Linked DNA regions of Mus musculus: region 1 is linked to region 2. A link is a contact called in public promoter capture Hi-C data. All regions are on one chromosome and are shown on one strand. Each heading gives the region's core, a stretch centred on a gene start, on an enhancer-like site or on the middle of the called end of the contact. The rest is flanking DNA. Distances are from core to core; before and after follow the strand shown.

Evidence for each region. Capture Hi-C pulls out chosen DNA fragments and counts their contacts.
Region 1: a contact with region 2 is called in a promoter capture Hi-C map of pancreatic islet. The contact joins two enhancer-like sites. A contact is called at or near these places in 1 of 15 datasets of contacts at CTCF or cohesin (CD8 T cells), 12 of 484 Hi-C or Micro-C datasets (the AtT-20 cell line, Th1 cells, Th2 cells and 8 more), 15 of 115 datasets of contacts at active chromatin or transcription factors (the 230-238 cell line, CD8 T cells, the HPC-7 cell line and 10 more) and 3 of 9 other capture datasets (adipose tissue, liver and pancreatic islet).

Annotation. Positions count from the first base shown.
Region 1 is chr1:155,187,485-155,194,448 of GRCm38.p6, forward strand. It overlaps Stx6 (syntaxin 6), which reads left to right. Exons shown (of 8, transcript NM_021433.3): 4 at 294-356; 5 at 3,945-4,070; 6 at 5,735-5,841. Among named protein-coding and RNA genes, the nearest start is that of Stx6, 32 kb to the left of the region's middle. Within about 2 kb of position 4,362, at least 11 of the 459 cell types and tissues checked have an H3K27ac peak or open chromatin away from gene starts, as enhancers often do. A contact at or near this core is called in pancreatic islet, where this site is marked.
Region 2 is chr1:155,050,005-155,056,518 of GRCm38.p6, forward strand. The region is part of intron 2 of Gm41980 (a long non-coding RNA gene); the gene reads right to left. Among named protein-coding and RNA genes, the nearest start is that of Gm51651, 3.3 kb to the right of the region's middle. Within about 2 kb of position 1,282, at least 166 of the 459 cell types and tissues checked have an H3K27ac peak or open chromatin away from gene starts, as enhancers often do. A contact at or near this core is called in pancreatic islet, where this site is marked.

The DNA.
Region 1 (6,964 bases), core at 3,112-5,611, 140 kb after region 2:
AGGTCCCCTCAGCCTGAGAACAGATGATGTCAGCTCCTGCGGCTCGGGAAGTTAGGAAAATTAGTTAGCCCTGGTTCTGACTGCCTTTCTCTTTTTGGCTAAATGTAGCATCTTCGTTACCTGTTTTTAAGGGAAAACCTTTCCTATTTCTTTTCTGTTTGAAACTGAAAATAAAAGCCAAAGAATGCTGTCGTTTGCTTAAAGATAGGCAATCAATCGTGGGTTCTACCTGTATGGGAAATACTGTCCATGCCTTCCTTATGTCATATCTCATTTGTTGTCTGTCTCATCAGGACATGAAGGATCAGATGTCAGCTTCATCTGTGCAGGCACTGGCTGAAAGGAAAAACAGACAGGTAAGAAAATACCAGACAGAGTATAAGTGTCCATTAAAGAAGCACCTGGCTAGATCCTTGAGGTTGGAAATTGCTGACCGTCCCTGGATTACAGGATGGAGAACAAGACCTGTACACACTGATGGGGAGGGGGCTGATAGGGTAGGTATTGTGGAAGTCTTTTGTTTGTTTAGTTTCTGTTATTACTTGCTACTGTAACAAAATTCTGAGCTAATCAGCTTATAGAGGAAAGAAAAGGAGTTTATTTTGGCTCAGGTTGGCAGGTTTCACTCCATGATTGGTTAGCCCCAAAGCTTTCGGGCATGTGGCAAGGCTTCATGACAGCAGGACATAAAACTTACAAATGCCACGTTTTTTGTTTTTTGTTTTTTTTAAATTCTTTTTATACAATATACTTTGTTCATTTTGTTTCCCCTCCCTAACTTTTCTCAAATTCCCCTCTCCTTGCCCACCCCATTTCATATTCTTTCTTTTTCATTTTTTACCAAGTATACATTTAAAAAAAAAAAAAACTTTTTATTGCTCCTTTGTGAATTTCACATCTTGCATCCCAGTCCCACTTATCTCCTATCCCTTTGTATTTTCCCTCTGCCCTTGCAGCCTCCCCTGGAAAGAAAATTAGAAACAAACAAACAAACAAACACACCCCTTACCCAAACAAACATCCCATTGAGAAAGCTGCAATGTGTCACAGCGGGCCACCCTCTTGTCCACACTTCTTTACTTGCAAATGTTCACTGCAGTGACTCATTGGTCTGGTTCCAGGCCTCTGGCTTCTGCTACACTATTAATACTGGATCCTCACTGGGACTCCTTGGATATCCTGTTGTCGCCCTATGTCGTGGAGACCCTGCAGCTTTGGATATGCAGGACTGGCCCCTTGACAAGCTCTAGCAGTTCATAGATTGGTAGATGCTGGGGTGGGCCAACTCCAAGCCCCAGATCTGGGCCTGGGTGGTCGCTGAGCTGGTTAGTCTACCAATTCTCCTGTACCCACACTTCCACAAAGCTGCAACTGGCAAGGGGCAGGGCCAGCTCTCCCACTCTCAGATTTGGCCATCTGTAGCAGGACAAGATGTCACCATGGCCTCCGGTGGCAGGTGGCAGGGCAAGCTACATGTCAGGCTGTTTTTCTCCACCCTCAGTTCCATTTCTGTTTGTAGTGCTCAAAGCATTACACTTCTTTTTCTCTAATATCTCTCCTCCATATACTTGTACATCATAGTGGCTCCTGCTTTGGGCGGGCCTCTGGGTGTCTTCCCTCCTTCTCTCTTAAAAAACCAAAACCAAAAAAGCTGGGCTAGAGAGATGGCTCAGGTATTAAGAGCACTGGCTGCTCTTCTAAGGGTCCTGAGTTCAATTCCCAGCAACCACATGGTGACTCACAACCATCCATAATGAGATTTGGTGTCCTCTTCTGGCCTGCAGGCATACATGCAGGTGGAATGGTATATGCTTTATATATAATAAATAAATACATCTTTAACATACAAAAATCCAAACCAAAAAAGCAAGCACAAGCAAGTGCACACAAAACCATTTTATGTTGGTGCACTACTCCTGAGCATGTGGCCTGCCCTGGAATGTGGCTCATAATGCCTAGTGTCACTCTTTTAAATTAATTTTCATTGAGCCAGCATCGTTCAGTAGCCATTAGCTGTTTGTTTGGGGATGGGGCTTTGTGCCCACTTCTTCTTTCTCCATGCTGGGATTTTGTGTGGCTTGAACCTGTGCAAGCCTTGTCGGTGTTGTCGTAGGCCCTGTGAGTTGGTATGAGCATCACCCCTGTTGTGTCTAGAGAGCTCTTCCTTTGCATCATCCTCCGTCTCTGGCTCTTACAGTGTTCCCACGTTGTTTTGTGCACACATCCCTGTGCCTTGAGTGGAGGGGTGTGATTCACACATTCCAGTTAGAACTAAATGCTCAAAGTCTTTGGCTTTGCACATTGTCCAGTTGTGGGTCTCTGTGTTAATTACCATCTATTGCAAGAAGATACTTCTCCAGTGAGGGTTCATCAAATGTATTGATTTAGGCATATTAGCTACACTTCTAAAAGATTCCATTACCTCTCAGGTGTGTCATAGGCCAGGATTTACCACATGGCCTTTGGCAGACATTTAGACAAACCTTAGCTTCTAGCCAGCTTTTCTCAGCACTGCACCACCCTCTGATTCACCTGCTCCTGGCCGCTGGACCCCACAGCACCTCCTCCTCCTCTTCTTCTGGCACCACTGTGCTGTCAGGCGTCTGCTAAGGAGTCCTAATTGCTTACTGTCTTTTTATGGGACTCCAGGCTCCTTGAAAGGGGCTTGGTTATGTTTGAATTTTAATGTAGCCAGGTGGTTGCTCATACATCTAAGGCCAATCTGGGTCCACATAATGTAAACTTAGCTCTGGCCTGGGATGTATAGTAAAACTCTATCTCAAAATTAAACACATGAATGAAATTGATGCAGACATTTGAGGAATCTTTAACATGTTTCAAATTTATTTATTTGTTTGTGACAGTCTCCCTACACAGCCATGGCTGTCCTGGAATTCTCTATGTAGAGATCAGGCTGGCCTTGAACTCAGAGATCCACCTGCCTCTGCGTCCCTAGTGCAAGGATTAAAGGCGTGTGCCACCATTCCCGAAAGCATGGTTTGGGGGAAGGAATTGTTTTTACTTTGAGACAAGGTTTTGCTATTCATGTAGCTATGGCTGGCCTATGTAGCCCAGGTTGTCCTGAAACTAAAAATAAAAATCTTCCTGCCCTAGCTTTCTGGGTGCTGGGATTACAGATATGAACCACCTTGCCTGGTTCTTTTTATGAAAGAAACTCTTCCAAGCTGGAGATGGCTCTGCAGTTACAAGCACTTGCTGCTCTTCCAGAGGATGGAGACCCGAATTCATCTTTCAGCATCCTTATCAGGCACTCACAGCTGCCTGTAACCCTAACTCCAGGGGATCCATTGCCTTCATTCACATGTACAGACCCACATACAGACACCACACACTAACACATAATTAAAACGAATAAAGTGGAAACTCCTTTCTAATTGTTAAAATATAATCCTTAAAAGATGAGCAGCTGTCATCTGGTCATCTGGAACTTAAACTTTGAATTTAAGTTCTGATTTGTGTGTTTTTCTTGTTTGCTTGGGTTTGTTTTGTTGTTTTCATTGTTCTTACTTATCTCCCCCCTCTCATTCTTTTTTTTTTTTTTTTTTTTTGAGCTATAGTTGGGAAAAGCTATCGGCCAGCTTATCCCATCTGCCTTGAACCCTTCAAAGAAGCCAGCAAGTGGCTAAGGTGGCCTTTACCCCAAGGGCCTTTGGTACCCACTTAAACAAACCTTAGCCAGCCCGCCCTAACTCTGCTCTCCACTGCTCCCTCTCATCTTCCCCCAGCCATTCTCCTTAGGAGTAGCATCGATCTGTGAGACTCATCGGGAGATCTTGAATATACCTTGCTGGTGTTCCTCAAACCATCTACCAGGCACCATCCTGCATGCCCATATCAGAGCCTGATCCAGGTTCGAGGGCTGCTTGGCTTGGTCAGTAGTGGCTCCTGGTGTTCCTCCTGATTGGTTGTCCCTGCTCACACAGGCACTCCTAGGAGACAGCAGCAGCCAGAGCTGGAATGCTGGAGTGGCAGATCGCTATGGGCGCCTTGACCGGGAGCTGCAGCTAGCCAACTCCCACTTCATCGAGGAGCAGCAGGCACAGCAGCAGGTACCTGAGAACAGCTGGTCAAGCAAGGAGGTGGCAGGAGGGCGCCTCCCCTGACTCTCTGATAGCCACAAGCTTATTACCTAAAGACAAGCAGCTTAGACCCAGCTGCCGTATGCTGGGTTGTCAGGTGTGTAATGATTGTATACACCATTTAAAATCTTGAAAGCATGGTGTCCCAAAGAACCACTTGATCAGACTTCAGGAAAAGCAGAGCTGACATCTAAACCAACAAGGCCAAGGATTTGTGCAGGCTTTGGTTTTGTTGCTGTTGTTCTGAGATGGGTTCTTGAGCTGTGTAGCTGTGGTTGGTTGGCTGACCTCCAACTCCTGGAGATTAGCCTGCTTGTGCCTTCTGCATGCAGCCGTGCCCCAGCTAAAGCCAAGGATTTTTAAAAGGAAAACATTCCTTCTTCCCCAGTTTCTTATTTGTACATTTAGCCTTTTGTCCATTTTAACAAAGATACTTTCAGAAACACTCGAGTTCTTGTTTCATCCATTGAAAGTTGTTAATTTGCTGAGCGTGGTGGTGCACGCCTTTAATCCCAGCACTCGGGAGGCAGAGGCAGGCGGATTTCTGAGTTCGAGGCCAACCTGGTCTACAAAGTGAGTTCCAGGACAGCCAGGGCTACACAGAGAAACCCTGTCTTAAAAAACCAAAAAAAAAAAAAAATTTGTTAATTTGTTTCATTCTACATAAAAACAGTTGCTTTGATAAAGGTTGAGACATTGAAGGAAAGTGAACTGAATTATCTCCATGTTGTTGCATTCATTTATTTATGAGTTTATTGATGTGGTTTTATTGAGCCAGAGTCATGCTATGTAGTCCAGGCTGGCCTCGAACTCATAATCATTCTGCCCCAGCTTCCTGAGGGTTGAGATTGTAGGGCTGAGCCAACCACGCCAGCTGGTGGTGTTGCCTTTACCAACAGCTATGCTAGTAAAAGCAGGCTAACGATGACATTATAGATCAGGATGTGAGAATCAGCTGTCCGTTAAACTTTGGTTCATAAATACTGTGTTTTATGCTTATATGTAGGCGGTGTGTTCCTTTGTTCTTTTTATGTTATCATGTTGGCCTAACTAGTTGTTTGCTCTCAAGATGTTATAATGAAGCAAAGTTTGAGATAGAGAGTAAGGGAACCACAGCACAACTGAAAGTGTGTCTTTGTCAGCCAACAGTTGTCTTTGAGGTAACTTACTGTCCTGGAAGAAGAAAAGGACTCTATGCAGTCCTCCCACATCCAGAGATCTGCTAGGCTGTCTTTCACTGACACTGTGACCATCTGTTGTGGACGGAGACCTTGATCTTGGCGGTGGGCTTCCTCTTCCTAACCAGCCCCTGATGTGGTGGTCATATGCTTGTGTGCATTGGCCGTTTTCCGTTCCCTCGTTGGACCTCAGCCAAGCAGAGTAAATCTCTCTTGGTGGTTTCAAGCCCCGCTGACGGCTCACTGTTGGATCAGCAGGGGATAGCAGTAGCTTGACAGTCCAGGCTTTGGAGCAGTGTGTTCTCAGAGGCAGTGGTCTGCTGCTTTGATTTCTGGGCTTTGCTTTTGAATGTGAATTGTCCCAAGCTGGCAAAGAAACTAGCAGCTGCTGGAGTGCCGGGCTTGGAACCAGGTAAGATGGATTTTAATTGCTTATTTCCGTTCCTCTGGCACCAGTTGATTGTGGAACAGCAGGATGAGCAGTTGGAGCTGGTCTCTGGCAGCATCGGGGTGCTGAAGAACATGTCGCAGCGCATCGGAGGGGAGCTGGAGGAACAGGCCGTGTGAGTAGTGAGATGCCCTGAGCAGCAGTGACGCTGACTGAGACCCTGAAAGCCTAGCAGTGAAGTACGTGGCTGCTAAAGAGAGAAGCTGCATAATGTGTGGTTGCAGTTTGGACTTTGTTGCACGGAGTAGCTCCCCCAAAGAAGCAAATCCCAGATAAAATTCACAACTGTGGTTTAGGCAAAGCTGTTAGTTTTAAAACCCTTTAAACGACACACTAAGTTCTCTGAGCAGACTCTTGAGGCATAGTTAGGAATGGGAAGCAGATAGAGCCATGCCCTCTGGAGACAGTGCCCTGAAGAGGAGGATGGGCCTGAAGGTGGTGTTAGGACTCCCAGCTGTCATCCATCCCAGTACCCACTACATTAACATAAGTCCTGTCTTACAAAAGAACATTCAAATTTAATTGTAATTAGCAAAAACAATCTTCCCTCTCAAAACAAAGGAATAAAAAAAAGCAAAACATGGACTAGAGAGATGGCTCTGAGGTTAAGATCACTGGCTGCTCTTCCAGAGGTCCTGAGTTCAATGCCCAGCAACCACATGGTGGCTCAAAACCGCCTGCAGTGGAATCCAACACCCTCTTCTGGTGTGTCTGAAGACAGCCACAGTGTACTCATATACATAAAGTAAATAAGTAAATCTTAAAAAAAAAAAAGAGGCAAAACATAACTCTTCAAAATTGTTTTTGCTGAAGAACCTGTCTCTTACACTCAAGTATGAAATGCACAGACAGCTTTTTTTATACAGCTGCTGTATAATACACCATTCTACTTTTTCCCCGGGTGAGTGGGGGTGTACACCTGGATGTTTCTTAATGTTCACTGTTACATATGCTCATTATCAGTTCTTCCTGGGCACGTGTTCCGCACCAGGTTGTCAAGGCCCTGGGGATATAGGAGTGAGCAAGATAGACACTGCCTGCCATTCAGAATGCTTGCTGCTTCCCAGGCATAGCACATATTGTACACATGAAGGGAAGTAGTCCCACGGTGGCAGTGGGGAAAGAGCCACTGTCACTGCGATAGGCCAGTTCAGCCAGCTGGAGAGCCCTGGTCAGCTGAAACCTGGGGGCAAGAGAGCCAGTGACTCTGCAGAGATGTGTGTAGCAGTGTGTGTAGG
Region 2 (6,514 bases), core at 32-2,531:
TGAAATAAAAATAAAATAAAATAAAAAGTCATCCTCAATTTCTCAGCTAGTCCATGCCAATCTGGAAAACATTAGACACGCCCGTCCCCTCCCCCCCACTCCCCCAAAAAAGAAAAGAAAATATCATCAATATTTTCCCAGAATTCCAGCACACAGGATGATGAAAAGGACAAGGGTGAGAAGAGCGGAAGTCCAAGGATGACAATGGCTACCAAGGTAGCATCAAGGGACCAGCACAGACTGTGAACACAGACTTCCCTAAGAGCTTCAGGCCTCTGCCTGAGAAACTTGTGTCGCTCACTCTCCTTTTGACTTTGACTGGGGGAGGGGAACAGCCATGTCACGGTGACATCATCACCTTCCAAGAACCACTGATTCAGCTGCTGAGGCCCCAGGCTGGACTCACTTCCTCCAGCCAGAAGGCAGGGGGGGGGGGCAGGACTGTGGGCCTGTTCTCGTCAGTCCCCACCCCCACACAGTGCAGATCAGCTTCTTGCCCACAACCACGCCATGTGGGGCTGCCTGCCTTGTTCAGCAACCCCACCAGCAACCCCAGCTGACCAACCAAGGGTCCTGGGGAGAGGCAGAAATCTTTCTTTCCTCCTTGTGAACCAGGAGCTGGCTCACAGGGACAAGGCTGGGATGCAAGAAACGGGAAAGGGCTAAGCCAGATGAAGCCGAGGCTAGGAGAATACGTGTAAGAGCAGGCTAAGGCTGAGACAAACTGAAACCTTCAATTGTGACCACTTCACAGCCACAAGTTGGTCCAAATTGGATGTCACCTAGGGGTCGGCAGATATGGACCACTGTCTTCGCTAAAGAGTGAAAATATCTCCACAGCTGAACTAGACGCTCGAGAACAGAGCAAAAGGAGACCATCTTGCCTTAGTGAGAACTTCCTCCTGGCCGCTGCTGCTCCAGCTGAGTCCTAAGTGCCCTCCCCAAGCCGCTTCTCTATTATGACAACTCAAGGTAGAACCCGTCCACCCTACATCAGCATCTGCCTTGCCTTTGTGTTAAACTGAATGTTCTCACACTATCATCTGCTCTGATGAATAAGAAAACAAGCCCCGTGGGTAGTCCCGTGGTTTTATAGCATGGTGAAGCTCCTCTAGTTCTCACACAATCTGCCACATCTTAACCTTTTATTATATTGATGTTCTAAGTGCTAACCTAACCCTGGGCAAACATCTCCATCCTACAAACCAGAACACCATGATCTGAGAGGTGAAGGGAGTTGTCCAGGGCACCCAGCTGGTGAGTGGTAGAGCCACGCTCGAAGCCAGCTCCAAGAAGTGAGGTCTTTCCACATGGGTGCTCTGACTCAAAGCTAGATCCTCCTCTGCCTCTGAGTCAGCAAGTGTAAAATTAGAATTTCACTCGGCAGTCATCAAGTCTTAAGGTGAGGGTAAGTGGGTTGGGGACTTGAAGGTTGTCCAGATTTGTGACCAAAACAGATGCCCAAGTCTCCTACACAGCGTCCTGGCTTCTGCTTGGAGGTACCAAATCCAGGAAGTCTCCTGGTTCAGCATGTGCTAGCTTCAGATCAGTAGACAGCTTGCTAGAACTGGAGATTAAATGTCCCTATATGGTCCATGAACTGTCTCTGCTCTTGGGAGCCATAAAGGACTGGTGTCACCCCAAATGCCCTTTCTCCAGACTGCATTCTCAGGTCTCTCTATTTACTCCTCTGTGGATTTTTCTCACCGCTGTGTCTCTGTGTGAGGTCTGTTTTTGTCTGTTCAACCTCCAAGTGCGGCTCCAATGAGCTGTGATGAACTGAAGCAGCAGCACCACCTTCAGAAGCCAGCCAACCAGCTCACAGGAGAACCGGACCAGATCACACTCAGTATGCCGTGGGATTGTTTGACCTTATCGTGAATGAAAGCCCTTAAATGCCCGTCTCACATGCTGTCCCGGAGCCACATCCTCGCCTGCGGCTTGTCCAGCTGGGTTTGGGACACACATGACTTGTTCCCAGCGTGCAGACAATGCCTAACAAATGTTCCTGGCTGGCTAGCTGCTCCCTGTCACCAGACTCCTTGAGCTCAGCCCTATCTTCCCTCAGGACCCAGCTCTGGATCTCCACTTGGAAATGCTGCCAAGGGCTCCCCCTGGCCCAATAAGCTCATGACAGAGTCCTGACTCCTCACACCCAGCCTCCTTATGTATTTCCAGAGACCACTTGGAAAGTTTAGTCTGAGGCAAGCTACAGGAAAGCAAAGCCCTTTTCTCTGCTGAAGCACAATTTGCTTGTGTTTCCAAAGTGTTAGGCTGCTATGGAAAGACATGGAGGGAGTCACAGAGACCCATATGTGAAGTGGAGCATAGCCTCTCAACTTCCTACTTCCTGTGAAGGGCTGTTACTACCCCCTTGACATTCCACCCTGAGGCTCTGGGTAGCAGGTAGGGCCCATGGCACCTTCCTCCTCGTGTCTTCTGAGCCTCCTGCCAGGTTTTCCAGTCTTCTATCCTCGGGGCCTAAGCTCCTTTCTTCCTGAATTAACTCTTCTCAGTGCTGAGACTGAACGCTTTGCTTTATGCTCTCTCAAGTGCCCAAGCTGCACTTCTAGATAGAGACAAAGGATCTCCTTGAAAAATGGGAAGCCTTCTCTCTCTCTCTCTCTCTCTCTCTCTCTCTCTCTCTCTCTCTCTCTCTCTCTCTCAGCACCCAGGCTCTGAGAATATTAAGCATTCACTAGCTAGGGAGCGGGCAGGGTGGGAGGGGGGAATCAAGTTTGAAATGCAAAGCTGAGCAAGACGTCTTTGTTCTAGACTGTCTGGGGCTCTCCTGAAACCACAGCCAGCCCATTGAGTCAGTGAAGGAGGGGTAACTTGATTCCTGAGAGTGAAAACGGATTGTTTTCCTATCTCGGAAGTAATTTCACTTCTTTCGCATCGTTTCCCAAGGCAGAATCTCCAAGGGCTGGATGCTTTTGCCTCCTGCTCATCCATTCTTCCTTCTCACCCTTAGCCCCTCCACACAGCTGCATTCTTTTCTCTTCCAGACCTCTGCTTGTCTGCTCAGGAATGCGCTTCTAAGTTAGCTGTTGGGACTCGGGCTTTATTCGTTTGTCATCCCATCTTGTGGCACCAAGGTCACACTGCTGAAGTGTGCAGGCATCCCTGTGCTTTCTATCCGGGCATTCATTAGCATATGTGAATGCCAATGGATTTACAGTTCTTTTCGCTCTAGCTTCTTTGCTCTTCATCCTCTTACTATGGGTTCAGAAGTGGAGTGTTCCTTTGTGACAAGAGTCTAGCCCAGTCTAGCCCAGGCTGGCCACTTAAGAGAGATCAAGGATGATGCCTCTACTGTGGGCCTAAGATTCAAAGTGGCACTTGCCAGATGAGAAGAAACAGAGAAGGAAAGCATTCCAGACCCAGAGGGAGGCCAGAGCAGGAGGCCAGAGCCAGGCTCTGAGTAGGATGTCCTCAGCAGCAGGGCTCTGTGGGTGAGGACAGAGAAGGGAAGGGGAGGGTGGGAAGCAGCAGCAGAACAGGAGCTGGCTCCCACTCTCCAGGTGGGGGGTGGCAGGAACTGGGAGTGTCTCAAAGCTCAGCCTGGCTGCCATTGAAAGGTGGAACTGGGTAAGAGTAGGGAGAAAAGAAACCTGCTGGCGGAGGGGGAGTGGCACTTTGATTCCAGCAGAGGCAGAGGCAGAGGCAGAGGCAGAGGCAGAGGCAGAGGCAGAGGCAGAGGCAGAGGCAGAGGCAGAGGCAGAGGCAGAGGCAGAGGCAGAGGCAGAGGCAGAGGCAGAGGCAGAGGCAGAGGCAGAGGCAGAGGCAGAGGCAGAGGCAGAGGCAGAGGCAGAGGCAGAGGCAGAGGCAGAGGCAGAGGCAGGTGGATCAAGAGTTTGAGACCAGCATGGTCTACAGAGTGAGTTTCAGAAGAGCCAAGGCTACACAAAGAAACCTTGTCTTGAGAAAAACAAAACAAACAAATAAAATCAGCAACATCAAAAATTAGAAAGAGAGAGAGAGAGAGGGAGGGAGGGAGGGAGGGAGAGAGAGAGAGAGAGAGAGAGAGAGAGAGAGAGAAAGAAAGAAAGAAAGAAAGAAAGAAAGAAAGAAAGAAAGAAAGAAAGAAAGAAAGAAAGAAAGAAAGAAAAAGAGAGAAGGAAAAAAAAAGAAACAACCCATCCACCTGCCCCTCCTGTGTGGATGAGCATCGGAGATGGCGGGTACTGGGGAAGAAGACAGAAGGCAATGGGAGGGTGGATATACACTCTGAGGGGAGGAACGGTGTCTATGTGTAAGCATTATTATAGCATCATCGTCAGACTTTACATGAAGATTGGTGAGGGAGCGTTTACACTGTGGGTTCCAAACTGATCCTGGGGAGAAAAGGGTCCAGAAGTCCACAGAAGCCCTGGAAATGCTATGTTAGTGTGTCTTGTTGTACATCTGTGTGACTGTGTGTATGTGTGTGTGTGCTCATGAGGGCACATGTGAGGGCAGGCATATGTGTGTGTGTGTGTGTGTGTGTGTGTGTGTGTGTGTGTGTGTGTATACATGCATAGGAGTTGAAGGAAAGCCTGAAAGCTTCCAGAAAAATCCAACAGGGGTGGGGATGGAAAGAGGCAGAAGCCTTGCCAAGAACTAACAACGTGAAAATTAAAGAAAGCTGTACTTCTGGCCATGATGTCATCCTTACTTACCTACCGTATCCAGCAGCGCATTCCCAGGTCACAACAAAGGAACAGTGAAAATCAGCTGCTCCTGTCATTTGAGCATAAACCTGAGGTTCTGAGCCACAGATGAGCATTTCTGGGTAACTTCATAAGCTTGCCTCTATATTGCAAGAGGAATTAGGCACAGGGGTTCCAGTTTCTACCTAGTGACCTATAAATAAACACTTGAACACAATGTGCACGTCACTTATACCCAGTCCGGCTGGGCGGGGGGGGGGGTGGGGGGGTGGGGGGAGGGTCAGTTCCCTTTTTGAATATCACACTGTCAGGGATCAACTTTTCTTATAAATTAGTGGCTCCGATGTTAACCATGTTCAGTGGTGGCCAACTATGACAGTTTGATGTTTGTTTTATCCTATAGGGCTTGGGGACCAACTGAAAAAGAACGGAGCAGAGAAGCCAGGACAGGAAGTATTCTAAAGGAGTATGCTACAGAAAGCCGTGCCTGTTCACAAGCAAGGACTGAAGAAATAACCCACTGGAGCTGAGGTTGAAAACAACTCTGGGTTTTTAAAGCCTTACTACTGTAACCTGAGACTTCCCAGACCCTGCGAGAACAATAGAAGCCCATATTGAACCCCTTCTGAATTACCCACTGCCAAGCCCCACCCAATACTTCTGCAAGTCCCCAGAGAGGTTAATAGTCACAGCTCAGACAGATGGGGACTTCAAAGACAGCTAGTGACATGAGCTTTGTCTCCCTTGTCTCTAAAATATAAAATCTAGGGACTAGAGAGACAGCTTGGCAGTTAAGAGCACTGGGTGCTCTTCCAGAGGGCCCAGGTTCAATTCCCAGCACCTACATGGTGGCTCATAGCAATCTGTGACTCCAGCTCTAGGAGAACTGATACCCTCTTCTGTTCTGCACTGCCATGTGCTGTCCAGACATAAGTGCAGGCAAAACATCCATGCATATAAAATAAAGTCATTTTTAAAAATTAATAAAATATAAAATCTCAAAGGTGGGCACCTTCTGATATTGGCCTAGAGGTGGGGAAACAACCTGAAAAAAAAAAGATTTGAGCAGGGTTCCAGGCTTCTAAATGTTCAGAAAATGTTGACTACCATGAGGCAAACCTGGGACTAATAGCTAACTGGGGTGCCCATGCGTACATCAAAGCAGATGCTGCCCATGAGGTTCTCCTGACATCCCTTAGTCCCTGCCTCTTACAGGGTCTTCACTTCTCCAACCCAATGACGAGGCTGCCCTTCCCTCAACTGCTCAATCCAGCCATTTTGGCTACACCAGTGATTTTTTTTTTTAACCCTTTTTCCCTTTGGGCCTCTTGGTCTCCTGGTCTCTTGGTTCTCCTCTCTCCCCTCTCCCACTTCTTCACCAGCACAGGGTCTTACACACTCTGGACTCTCTCAGATGTCTTTGCCTCTGGTTATGCTCCTCCTCATATCTCCAATAAGCTTTCTCCTCCACAGAAGCAGTCATGTCCCTTTGGCTTACCTACCACTATGACCACCACCATCATGGTCGGTACCTATCTGTGCTCACAGGAGACCTTTCCCTCCATGACTCAGACCAAGCCCAGCTCACTCTGCTGCAGAAGCCCAGCATTCCTCACAAGGATCAAGTTGGTCTTCAAGCCTATGGGCTCCCAGCCAGCCTGCCCATCAGACATGCCCAGGCATGTCTTCCTCACCCACAATAGACACTGGACTGTTGCCAAACAGTGGAAATATGCAAAGACACATAGACAGAAAAACACTACAATATTCTTGACATTTCCTGTGCCCTTCTGACCTCTTCTGAAGGGTGTGACCATCACCAGACCCCCCTCCCCCCCAGCTAAAAGATCAAAGTGCAAAAG